2 separate regions of the Mus musculus genome follow, and region 1 is linked to region 2. The links are chromatin contacts, called in public ChIA-PET maps. All regions are on one chromosome and are shown on one strand. Each heading gives the region's core, a stretch centred on a gene start, on an enhancer-like site or on the middle of the called end of the contact. The rest is flanking DNA. Distances are from core to core; before and after follow the strand shown. Region 1 overlaps Gm32564 (a long non-coding RNA gene). Region 2 has its middle 14 kb from the start of Gm32457.

Evidence for each region. ChIA-PET counts read pairs in DNA pulled down with a chosen protein or histone mark.
Region 1: an RNA polymerase II ChIA-PET map of memory CD8 T cells shows a contact between it and region 2, with 10 read pairs. The contact joins two enhancer-like sites. A contact is called at or near these places in 1 of 484 Hi-C or Micro-C datasets (the C2C12 cell line), 1 of 115 datasets of contacts at active chromatin or transcription factors (memory CD8 T cells) and 1 of 9 other capture datasets (liver).

What each region holds. Positions count from the first base shown.
Region 1 is chr15:96,825,987-96,832,210 of GRCm38.p6, reverse strand. Gm32564 (a long non-coding RNA gene) reads right to left here. Exons shown (of 3, transcript XR_384399.2): 2 at 2,620-2,731. Among named protein-coding and RNA genes, the nearest start is that of Gm32677, 9.4 kb to the left of the region's middle. Within about 2 kb of position 4,475, at least 16 of the 459 cell types and tissues checked have an H3K27ac peak or open chromatin away from gene starts, as enhancers often do. A contact at or near this core is called in memory CD8 T cells, where this site is marked.
Region 2 is chr15:96,564,499-96,570,143 of GRCm38.p6, reverse strand. No RefSeq gene overlaps it. Among named protein-coding and RNA genes, the nearest start is that of Gm32457, 14 kb to the left of the region's middle. Within about 2 kb of position 2,988, at least 105 of the 459 cell types and tissues checked have an H3K27ac peak or open chromatin away from gene starts, as enhancers often do. A contact at or near this core is called in memory CD8 T cells, where this site is marked.

The DNA.
Region 1 (6,224 bases), core at 3,226-5,725, 260 kb before region 2:
GGATGACTCTGGAAGGGAGTATAAATTCATTCGTGTGGATCGCCGCAGGATCGAGCTTTTCCAGCTTCGCCCAAGCCGTGGTGACACACACACACCCTTGGTGACCCCACCACCTTCCCTTGGCTTCAGACTGCCCTCTGTTCACTTCAGCCTGATTTGGTCTGGATAAACATGTTGGACTAAAGGCAAGAATTGGGTGTGGGGTGTTGTTTCCTATTTTTTTCTTCAAATGAGTTCAAATGTCTTGAAGGGTTAGCATAGCTTATGTTTATGTATAGGAGTCATAATGACTTGTGACTTTTGTTCACGGCTAAAAGGAGTATAGGAGTGGGTAGAGATAGGACACCCTAAGTCCTTAGCATATACACAGTGAGTCTTCTCACTGGCCCCCACTGTAAAGAAAAAGCAAAATAAATAAGTAAATAAGTAAATAAATAAGTAAATATTTATTTATTTATTTATTTATTTATTTATTTATTTATTTATTGCTTAGCCATTGTTAGTTGTGTCACCTGGAGTAATTTACTTCGACTCCCTGTGCCTGAGTTCCATCATGTATAAACTTGAGATAACATTACACCCGCTAAGACAAGCAAATCAGTGCTCATAAGAACCTACAGTAGAACCTAGAAATGTGTGTTTAATAAATACCCTCTGCTCTATTATCACAGCTGTCGCCAACACTCAGACAAGTGGAACAAGTGCTTCTTGCTCATGAACTGCGGCGTGCTACACAAGGGGATGGTGGGACACAGCTTCCCTCACAGGTGACAGAGAAGGGGGCTGGGCAGCTGTCTCCATGGCAAACGTCACTCATCTTTATACAAACACGTGTCTATGGTCATGTTGTACTAAAACACTCCAAGATTGGAAGCCCAGCCTTCCGGTGCGTCCCGCTTTTGGTTTTTAGGAACCTGGAGCAAGCCTGTCACATGGTCATCTCCCTGTGCGGTGTGAATAGCAATCTCACCAAGATGGCTGTAAAGAATAACATACCTACGCTCATCTTTGCGTTGTGCATTTTACAGCACATCGTGCATTCCTTGAAAGCATGATATCCTAAGCAGCTTTGCAATCCTAAACATTTTTCTCATCTTAATATCACCAGGGCTGGGAGAGGAGGTAGGGAAGGTAGGTCATTTCTGATTTCTTTCTAGAGTTTTGTGCTGGCCATGGAATTAGAGCCACGTGGGCCAGAAGATCCATGGGAAAATGTGTTCAGAAAAAAGAGCCCTGAGCTCGGAGGTTTAGGGTTCTGGCCTGACTCTCCTGTGGGCACTTCGCAGGGCGTGGTCTGGGCAAATCGTCTCCACTGTCCTGGCAGCCAGTTTCCTTCCTGTAAAATGCACATTTGAGCATCTCCTCCCTCTGGTTCCATAACTCAAGCCGCCATGCCTCCGTTTGCATGAGTCCATGAGTCACTAAAACCTGGCAGCTTTCAGAAGGTTATTTAATAAGCAAAATGTCTCATAAGCATTCAACAGAGCTTGGCTCCGGTTCCCAAAACATTGCAAACTGTGTTTGAGCAAAGACTTCAAACTTAAGAAAAACTGTTTCTTGCTTCTGCAGGGCGCAAAGCTGTGAGCCATGTTTAGACGCTTGGGCACGTGCGTGCTTACACTTTGGGGTGCTCAGCGGAGAAGGGTAGTGCCTCTTTCAAGATGGAAGGGAAGCCGAAGAGGACACTGCGTCAGTATGACACGTTTAGTATTTCACATTGTTTTTTTTTAATGGTTTGGCTGTGTTGCTCCTTCATCTGTCACTTGGTCAGTGTGGCCACTTGGCAAAACAGTGAAGTTATTGTGTTATATATTATCATGGTTCCCATTTTACAAACGAATGTCCCGGGACAGATAAGTCGCATGTCTTTTCTTGGTGCTGACTTTCCTCAAATATGGATCTTCTGTGCTCAGATGAGGCTTGACCGGATCTAGGGGTGGCCTCTGTACTGAAGTCCTGGGCACGGTGCCACCCGCCTGCGTGTCACGGAAAGGCAAATCAGTAACGTGCCGAGAACAAAACGCTCCCCTGCCAACCACCAAGCCACTGTCTGTGGCCAAGGACAGAACTGAAGTGGTTCAGCCCTTTTAAAGGACCTCTCTGGAAAACAGCAAGTTTCTAGATAGAAAGAATAACCTTACCGAGAGCTGGATCCAGCCCTGCCTCCCAGGGCCTGAGGTCTCTCGTCCTGAATGTCTTTCCTGTGACTCAGTGGCCACGTTGGGAGGGTGGCGGAGGACATGCTCACTGGGGCTCTCTTTCTATCCTAAAGTTTTAGTCATAACTTGGTTTATTGAAAAGGGAGGAGAGAGGAATTCGTGCCCTAGAGAGAAAAAAATCTTGCAAGGTACTAGATGTTTTATATCCTTAGGGATAATTTGGGGGATATGAGAGTTGTGGCCTTTTCCATTCAGAGACCAAGGAGTCACCAACCTCAGTTTGCACGTGCAGGCTTCTGAAAACAAAGTTCTGTGTAACCGACACCTCAAGTCCTTACTGGAAACAAAGCCCCTCTCTACACAGAGCTTTTGCCAGCAGGTTGCAAAGGAAAGAATCCCACAGAGATTGCCACCACGGGGACTCCCGCCTGCAGTTGTCAAACCTTCACACATCTCTTACCCACGGCCTCTCGCTTTTCCTCCATGCCACTTGGCAGAAACAGCTACCCAGCAGTCCACACCATCCCTTTTCCAGTTCTTTGAGACCAACATTGTCACTTTTTCTCAGGTTACTGAAATAAAATAAACACAGATCTGACTACTGGCTCCTTTTCTTCAAGAGTGGAAAGTATCCTGTCTGTCACATGTACTACGGCGCCTAATATTGGTCTACCCATTCCAAGGACCCACTGCAGGCAATCCATCCTGTTGGGTATAGGAAATCTAAGCAAATCACAACCCCAGTTTCCAAAAGATCAAGTCCAAGGAGTAGTTCTTGACAGTAGAGGATGGGTCATGGTGCAGTGATCACAAGTCTTCCAATTGCCACTGAGAATCAGTCTTGGTTTGGGTGTCTTGTTTTGTTTTTGGTTTTGGTTGGTTGGTTTGGTTTTTACACCTAACATAGCATAGGAGATCTTGAAATGCCGCTACATTCCACCAGTCATACTTAAAACAATGGGGAAAGACCCTCCCTTTTCCTCCTCGCATACTGCTAGGTTTCTTCCAGCAGAAAGGTCCCCACACACTGTTCTACCTGCCTGGTACAGCCTTCCCAACGTCTTTCTCCCTTGCTGGTATCTACGGCGACAGGGCAGAAGATGGGATGACGTAAAGCCAGTGCCCAGGCTTTGGAATCAACTGAGTTATAACCCTATCCTCTCTACACCACCCACTTGACTGAATGCTCAGTAACGAGCCCCATGCTGCCCCTAAACCGATGCCTACCCACATGGTAATATGAGTCCAGACCTCACTGGGACACTTTTCACTATGGACCTAACACATTACAACCGGGTAGCAACCTGTACTGGCTGGTTTTGTGTGTCAACTAGACACAGGCTGGAGGTATAACAGAGAAAGAAACTTCAGCTGGGGGAGTGCCTCCATGAGATCCAGCTGTGGGGCATTTTCTTGGTTGGTGATCAAGTGGGGAGGGCCCATTGTAGGTGGTGCCATCCCTAGGCTGGTAGTCTTGACTTCTATAGGAAAGCAAGCTGAGCAAGCCAGGGGAAGGAAGCAAGCCAGCAAGGAACATCCCTCCATGGCCTCTGCATCAGCTCCTACTTCCTGGCCTGCTTGAGTTCCAGTCCTGACTTCCTTTGGTGATGAACAGCAACGTGGAAGTGTAAGCCGAATAAACCCTTTCCTCCCCAACTTGCCTCTTGGTCATGATGTTTGTGCAGGAATAGAAACCCTGACTAAGACACAACCATAACCTAGTCAAGATTATTTTTTCTATTGAGGCTGCCAGTGCTCCTCAGGGATGCTTTCATGCCCAGATCATGGTCTGCCTAGTCCCCTTGCACTCTGGCTCTTTGCACCTATTGTAGACTTAATTTTGAATTTACACCATGCTTTGAGTGAGACTTCTGTCTTCTCCACTAGGCTGGTGGCTTCCTCAGAGCAGATCTTTGTGGGCTTGTCACGTACGGAGATCCCAGCCCCTCCCACAAAACCTGTGCCAACAGAGAGCTGGCTAGTTTATGTCAAGTTGACACAAGCTGTAGTCGTCTGAGCGGAGGGGTCCGCACATGAGAAGATGCTTTCACAAGACTGGCTGCCGGCAATCTTAGATGTCCTTCTGGACTCCTCGCCTCTGGAAGGCCACCTCCCGTTCAGCCAAGCAGCACTGAAAAATCTTTCCCTTTGTGTTTCTGAGAACAGAAAAGGGAGTCTTGAGGTCTTCTCGGTTCCCAGGGACCCCAGCGTAGTCCTGTGTCCTCTGATCCTTTCTCTGTTTGTCCCTGACCTGCTGTTATCTTCCTTGAAGCAATAAAAGTGCAACCCAGCAGCACTCCGTGGTGGCACTGATGCTAAGAACTGACACCTCTCACCGCAGAGGTTAAGACACTTCTTTGAAGAAACCCATCACTCTCTGGCAGTCTTCTAACAAAAATGTCTTGGCTTTTAGAACTGCAAAGCAGCTAAGGAAAGGTTTACAAAACACCAGTAGCAACCTTTGCCTTGCAAAGTCAGACCACTGTGAAAGATTGTAACCATCTGAAGATTAGACCGCCAGATTGACAGGAACCGGAAAGCAACATCAAGAGCCATTAACTAAAGTGGCAGATCAGAGAGGGTCTTTTTCTTTCTCTTGTTTGGTTTCTGCTCTTGTCATTACAATATTGTTGGTACAACAAAAGGTTGTCAGTCGAGTGTATGCACTGCGCTTAAGTTATTTTGGGAAATCATAACGTGCTTACAGTATAGGCATTAAAAATTATAGTCCACCTTAAAACTGAATGTAAAAAAGACAGAGTTTGCTTCTTTGCTCTTCAAAAACTATTCCTTATTCTACAAAATAAAGCAGAGAACAACTTTTAGACTTTTTTTTAAAATCAGCTAAAATGAACTTCCTTCATTCTGATTAGCATCCCAGACAACAGCCACAAAACTACTCCCTTCAGTGAGAAAGGGCTAGCCAAAGTCGTGTTTATTAAGCTTTCTTTTTATTATCCAGTAGATCAGAGAACTTCCCTGGAGGTTGGAGGAAGACGACCACAAATTCGAGGAAGCCTTATTAGGAGTAGCCCAGAAAATATTTTATCTTCTATTTGTCTACAACAAGCACTGAAAGGCAGGATGCTGGCTGGATGCAAAAGGCCAGACATGAATCACTAAATTGCAGGTCTGTAGATTGAACTCAGAAAAAAAAAATTCACTGTTCCTGTTTCCTGACTGTTTATTCAGTCCTTCATCCGCCCCCAGAACCTATTGCCAGTAAACAGCATGGAATAGAGGGTTAGGGGAGATAGCATCCTGGATGGACATTCCCTTCATTCCAGATATCTGCCTTTTAAATTAAATGGTTCCTACCCCTAAGAACAGACTTCTAGTTAGCAGACACTATTTCTCCTGCTGGGCAGACCTTCGATTTTAGCACTCCAGTGGCAGAGGCAGGTGGATCTCTGTGAATTAGAGGCCAGCCTGCTCTCCTTAAAGATTCTGAAGCAGCCAAGACTACACAGTGAGACCCTGACTCAAAACAAACAAGCAAACAAAACCAAGCCAAACCAGGGTATCGGTGCTTTAAGGTCACGGTGGCAGGATGGTAATAAGAATCCCCCCACCCCTGGCCCCGTGGGATCAGATGAAAGAAAGTCATGACGAAAAGCCACTGAGAGAGTAGTAAGGGAAACAGTTACAGAAAACAGGAATAAAACTAGGTGGGATGTTCCCCACAAAGGCCAGCTAGCACCTCCAGCCTTATTAACCTGCTCACGCTGAGCTCCATCCCCCCCAAGAGAATCTTGTTCAAAAACTCTGAGCGCAGGTAGCCATAGACCCAGCAGGAGAAATAGTGTCTGCTACTAGAAACCCAAACTGGATGGAGAATTCAGTCTGTCTGGACTGAACAAATGACTGTAACACAGGAAGCTGTGGGCACAGGATCGGAAAGGGGCCTGAGAGTCTTCAGGTGAGAGACAAGCAGTGTCCACCATTCTCTCACCTCCACAGCCCAGAGGAGCAAGGGGTCGGAGGGGCGGGAGGGAGGGCACCGCAGAACTCGGAACCTGCAGTACCATCTTGATGACAGTGAATCCCCAACAGCACAGATGGTGG
Region 2 (5,645 bases), core at 1,739-4,238:
TGTGTGTGTGTGTAACATATCCTTGGGCTAGGGATGCTCTGTCCCACCCACCCCTGGAGAATAAACTGGGCTTTGGAAACTGCACCTCGGCCCTGTCTGCTGCCCCCTGTTTAGATGCTCCACTTGCATTGTCTGGAGAGGATGAATGGGGCCCAAATAGCTGGACCTTTTTAAAAAAACAAAACAAAACCCCGGGTTACTTTAAATTCTAGACTAATTCAAGTTGAATTGTAATCTGCTTGCTAGATTTAATATAATATCAAAATGACCGAATTATCAATTCATCTTAAAGGTACAAGCACTAAAACCAAACTGGTATTGGCATAAAAACAATGGCCACCATGGACAGCACAAATGGTACCAGAAAGGTGTTCTTTAGAACCTTACGAGGAAAATAAAGTTTTCTCAAATTCACGGTAGGGAAAGGAGGGATAGTTTAGAGAAACATTATCCTAGATCATTATAACAACACATCTAAAGAGAACTCAAAGACTTTGAGCAACACACACACACACACACACACACACACATAAAATACAAGCTGTATACTTGAGACAGGATGTAAAATCATGTCTTGCTGTTTGCATTTATTTATTTAAGACAGGGTCTCTGTAGCCCAGGCTGGCCTGTAATTCACTACGTAGACCAGGCTGACCTCAGACTCATAGCAATCCTCTTACATCAGCCTCCCGAGTGCTGGGATCAGGGTCATGAGCCGCCATTCCCAACTTTAACTCATTTAATAACTAAGGAACAGGAAGTTTAAAGATGATTTACAGTGTTGGACATGGCAGTACCCACGAGAATGAGGCAGGGGGAGAGCTGTCTAGACTACATGGAGAGTTGGAGGCTAAGCCTTGGACTATGTTGTAAGAACTTGAAGCATTAAATATTTACAAGGCTCTGGGTTCAATATTTTAGCACAGAGCCTCCATGGGAGGCTCAAAGAAGAATTCAAGAGCTGACACGGAAGCAACTGATGTAAGACTGTCCTTCTTAAGGAGGTCAAGGCTATTAATGTCTCAACCAGAATTCATTTCCTTATCTCTGGGCAATAACAGTTTCTGTCTCTCATCAGTTTGCTACAAGTTACAGGATTGTAAAACAGCTCAAAGACAAAAATAAATTGCATAAATAAATAAAGGTAGGGCACAAAAGCAACTTGTAGGATATACAGAATAGCATCATCGAGAAGGGATGCACACTTTGTTCGCTGAAATCTTGCCCAGTACTTTTTTTTAAACCTCTTTCAAAGTCAGAAGTCCTGACACAATCAAAGTCTCGTAGATTATTGGAGGTAATAAAATGGCGGTTCTCCGTATGGTCGGCCTGTGTATCTGGGTAGGTGTGGTTTGATGTTAGGTGACCCTAAAGGCTTCCTTTTCAGTCTAGAATTGTGCAGTGCTAAGTAGCTACTGGTGCAATAGAACGTAGCTTTAAAAGTTCTTTTTTTTTTTTTTTTTTTTTTGACTAGGAAGCAAACCTAAGAAATGTTGCATTCGCCTGTCCTGTCTATGTATTTAAGAGAATTCCTTCCTACTTGAATGTCCCTATGGCTGACGTTCCTTGTCTAAGAGGAAGTGCCTTTGTTAGCCTAAACAAGATTAGTGACCTGCCTTTGGAACTAGGGCACAGGTTACAGGCCTGTAAGGTTGGCTCTAGGCCAGTTTTCTTGGGCGAGCTTTGCAGGCGTTAGCTCCTTACTGTCATTACTGTCATTACTGTCAAATGGCCAGCAGTCTCCAGCATGATCTTTCGAGGCAGGCCAGGGCAACATTGCCTTGCCAAAGTAGAGGGACTCAGTCACAGTGTTCAGAGAGGACAGAGAAGTTTAATTCTGTTTTGTTGAGGAAACTCTACTGCACTGCCGTACACTGACAGCTTGAGAAGAAGGACCCATGGCTTCCTTATATAGCCATGAAATGGGGCATTAAAATCCTGTCAGCTCAGGGAAGCTTTTCTTCTCAGGTCATCCTGCCCTCTGGGATTCTGTTCTGCTGGACCTTGGGTTGTCACTTGGTGTACATAAAACTGTTGCTCCTGGATTGAAAACAGTCCCGGGCATGCTTGCTGCTGCACTGGTGCAGCCTGGGATGTGTCTAGGGGAGGTCAGCTCAGAAGCCTGTGCCCAAGTGTCTGCTCTCGGAGTGTCAGTAGTCAGTAGTTTAAGGTCCTTGGCACACCGTCCCTCTCTGTGAGATTCTGGGCAAGGCCGTGCTGTGAGGAGCCCATTATTAGCCTGTGGTCTGTAACAGCCGTGGGCAAGCTTCAGGGAGCAGAGGCCTGTGATGAAGAGACTATACCTGGGTGGCTACTTTAGTAGCTCATGACTATCTTTTTTTTTTTTCTTTTTTTGTTTTTGCTTTTTCAGACAGGGTTTCTCTGTGTAGTCCTGGCTGTCCTGGAACTCACTCTGTAGACCAGGCTGGCCTCAAACTCAGAGATCCACCTGCCTCTGCCTCCCAAGTGCTGGGATTAAAGGTGTGCACCACCACTGCCTGCTATGGCTATTATTTTATCCACCTGCCATAGGTCTTTTTAAAATAAATTTGCAAGGCTGTGTAGTGTTCCACTGGAAGGTCACCGAAAAACTGCCAGTGCCCATGCCTTCCCCCTATTTTAGTGTCTTCAAGGCTTTTCTACAAAGTGTGCATCTCCAACTCATCTGTAGAGAAGGAGAGTCTTTCTTGGTCCAAAATAGAGCTGCCTCACACAGTTCTGTGGCTGAAAAGTTCAGGGTCTGCTAGGGAGGGACTGAGGAATGCTGGGAGAACCTGGAAGCCAAGTCTACTTTGGTATGTTAAATATTCACCTCAGCTGTTTGTCCCGGGTCTGAATCCCAACAAAGGTGAGGACCCCAAGGCTCCATGAAAGGCCAGACACCTCCGGAGACTCCCATCCCCCTCGGAGCTGTTTGCTGTGCCAATGAGGAAATTACTTTTACTTTCTCGACATCTTGCACCACCGCCACCGTCTGTCTTTCCCGGATGTTGGTTTCTCTGTCTGTCCCATGCAGCAAGCTCGTGGCTCCCCTACAGGCGCACCAGCATCCCCAGGTACAGCTCCTCTGGGCTTTGAGAAGAACCTTACTCAAGGTTGGGATACCCGACTGAACATCTCAAAGCAGCACTCAGAAGGGAGCATGCCCATCTGCCGGTCCCCTCTCCGACCACAAGGAGCACTTCCGGAAGCCTCAGTCAGCCCCGCCTCCTCCAGGAGCAGGGAACAGTCAGCCCCGCCCCCTCCAGGAGCAGGGAACAGTGCACTTGCCCTCCTAGGAGAAGCTTCCTCCTTGAACTTATTCCATGCAGAACCGGGGAATGGTATTGTCACTCCTAACCAAACCTAACCCTGGGATTAGAACCCAACGAACCAAACATCTTGAGGAGGAACGGTGGCAAATAGCGGATTCTCTGCTTGCCATTGCTGGCTGTTCTTTCCCCTGTACCTGCTGGACTATGCTCCTGGGAAAGGCCCACGGGGAAGGTCACACCTCCCCCATGCCTGCGCCCATTGACTGTGCCTCCTGCACTTCCATGGTGTTGGGCTTGCAACTGAAGCCATGCAAAACCAGCTACTTGTACCATGTTTTTACGTGCGACAGCTTTTAAAATGGACTAGTGATGCAGTCCTCTTTGGTCCCGAGGCACACTTCTCTTTCCTGCCTGCGTTTGGCCTCTATGTGGAGATAGGGAGTGAGTAAAGGAAGTCTCTGAGCAGAAAGTGGCAGACATCAGTCCTTTTATGGTTAGTGAACTCATTTAACAGGCAGTACATTCAGTGGGAGTGAGTCCGCAGTGTTCTCCCATAGTTACTTTAAAGCTGTGCAGAAAGGGAAGTGGGAATCTTTACTGGTCATTGTCTGATGCTTCTTTTCCCACCTCAAACATCATCCCAGTCTCAGGGTTTTGTTGCTGTGACAAAACAACATCACCAAAAAAAGCAGGTTCAGGAGGAAAGGGTTTGTTCAGCATACACTTCCACATTGCTGCTCATCACCAAAGGAAGTCAGGACAGGAACTCAAGCAGGGCAGAAACCTGGAGGCAGGAGCTGATGCAGAGGCCATGGAGGGGTGCTGCTTACTGGCTTGCTTGCTCCTCATGGCTTGCTCAGCTTGCATTCTTCTAGAACCCAGGACCACCAGCCCAGGGATGGGCCCTCCCCTGCCTGCCTTGATCATTCATTGAGAACATGCCTTACAGCTTGAGCTCATGGAGGTATTTCCTCAACTGAAGATCCTTTCTCTGTGCAAACTCTAGGTTGTATCAAGTTGACACACAAAACCAGTTAGCATATCCCCTTAACTGCCTCTGGCCTAGTCTTTATGGACAGGGACCTTTGGAAGTCAGTGGATATTGCTGTGCAGGTATCCAATAGTGCCCTTGGAATGTCTACTTCTTGAGCCATGGACTCTTCTATCTTAATGGTCCTTGGGACCGTGGCCATTTTCCCCTCCCAATCACAGTTCTGCCATTGATGGCTTTAGGATGCTCCTCATTGAGGAGTCACCCACTCTGTGACAGATAAGCCTTTATAAACCTCACATAGCAAAGCAAGTGTGTTGAAGAATGACTACATCAAAAATATCTTTGATGCAAGCACAGCTACAGAACACAGAAGGGTGTCATGGCCATAAGAAAGACTAAAGGAGGAACCAGGAGATGGCAGGAGCTGAGCCATGGGGAGGTGTGGACTAGGGGTGGGGTAGGCTTTCTCTGTCTTCCCTCTTCTGGTTGCTGAAGTTGCAAATCACCTGCCTTCTCAAACACTGGGAAGACTTGGTCCTTCAGATACTGTGATGGTTTGTATATGCTTGGCCCAGGGAGTGGCACTATTAGGAGGTGTGGCCTAGTTGGAGTAGGTGTGTCACTGTGGATGTGAGCTTTAAGACCCTCACCCTAGCTGCCTGGAAGCCAGTATTTCCCTAGCAGCCTTCAGATGAAGATGTAGAACTCTCAGCTCCTCCTGCACCATGCCTGCCTAGATGCTGCCATGTTCCCACATTGATGATAATGGGCTGAACCTCTGAACCTGTAAGCCAGCCCCAATTAAATGCCGTCCTTATAAGAGTTGCCTTGGTCATGGCATCTGTTCACAGCAGTAAACCGTAACTAAGACAGACACTCAAACAAAACCCCGGATTTTCTTTTGTCAGGAGGCATAATCGCAATACCCCATGGGTGACGGGGGGAAAAGCCTGCCTCCAGAGAAGCCTCAATTGTAATACTGCCCCTCAGCTGGATCGATTCTGCAAAACAGAGAGAAATGGTCTGAGGTTCCCTGTGGTCAACTTTCCTCACTGTTAGGAAAAGTATCAGCTCAGGATGCCCAAGACCAAGTTCTCAACACAACGAAGACTTATTTACTTCAGAGGGACAAAGGACAGGGGAGAAGGGACAAAGGCAGGAGATAGAGGATGAGGAAGAAGGGGAAGGGAAAGAGGGAGAGGGGACAGAACTGTTTGTCCTGGAGCGAGACAAAGGACAGCCTCTGGATAGAGAGGAGACAGATGTGGACCATAGGAAAATGGCGGTTTATAAAGGCAAAGGGGAAAGACAGTGTTAGGATGAGGTGTTTAATTTTAATTGGACATATGAATTAAGTGAGCCAAAGGAGCTTTTTAAAAATGATTTATGAGCCAGCA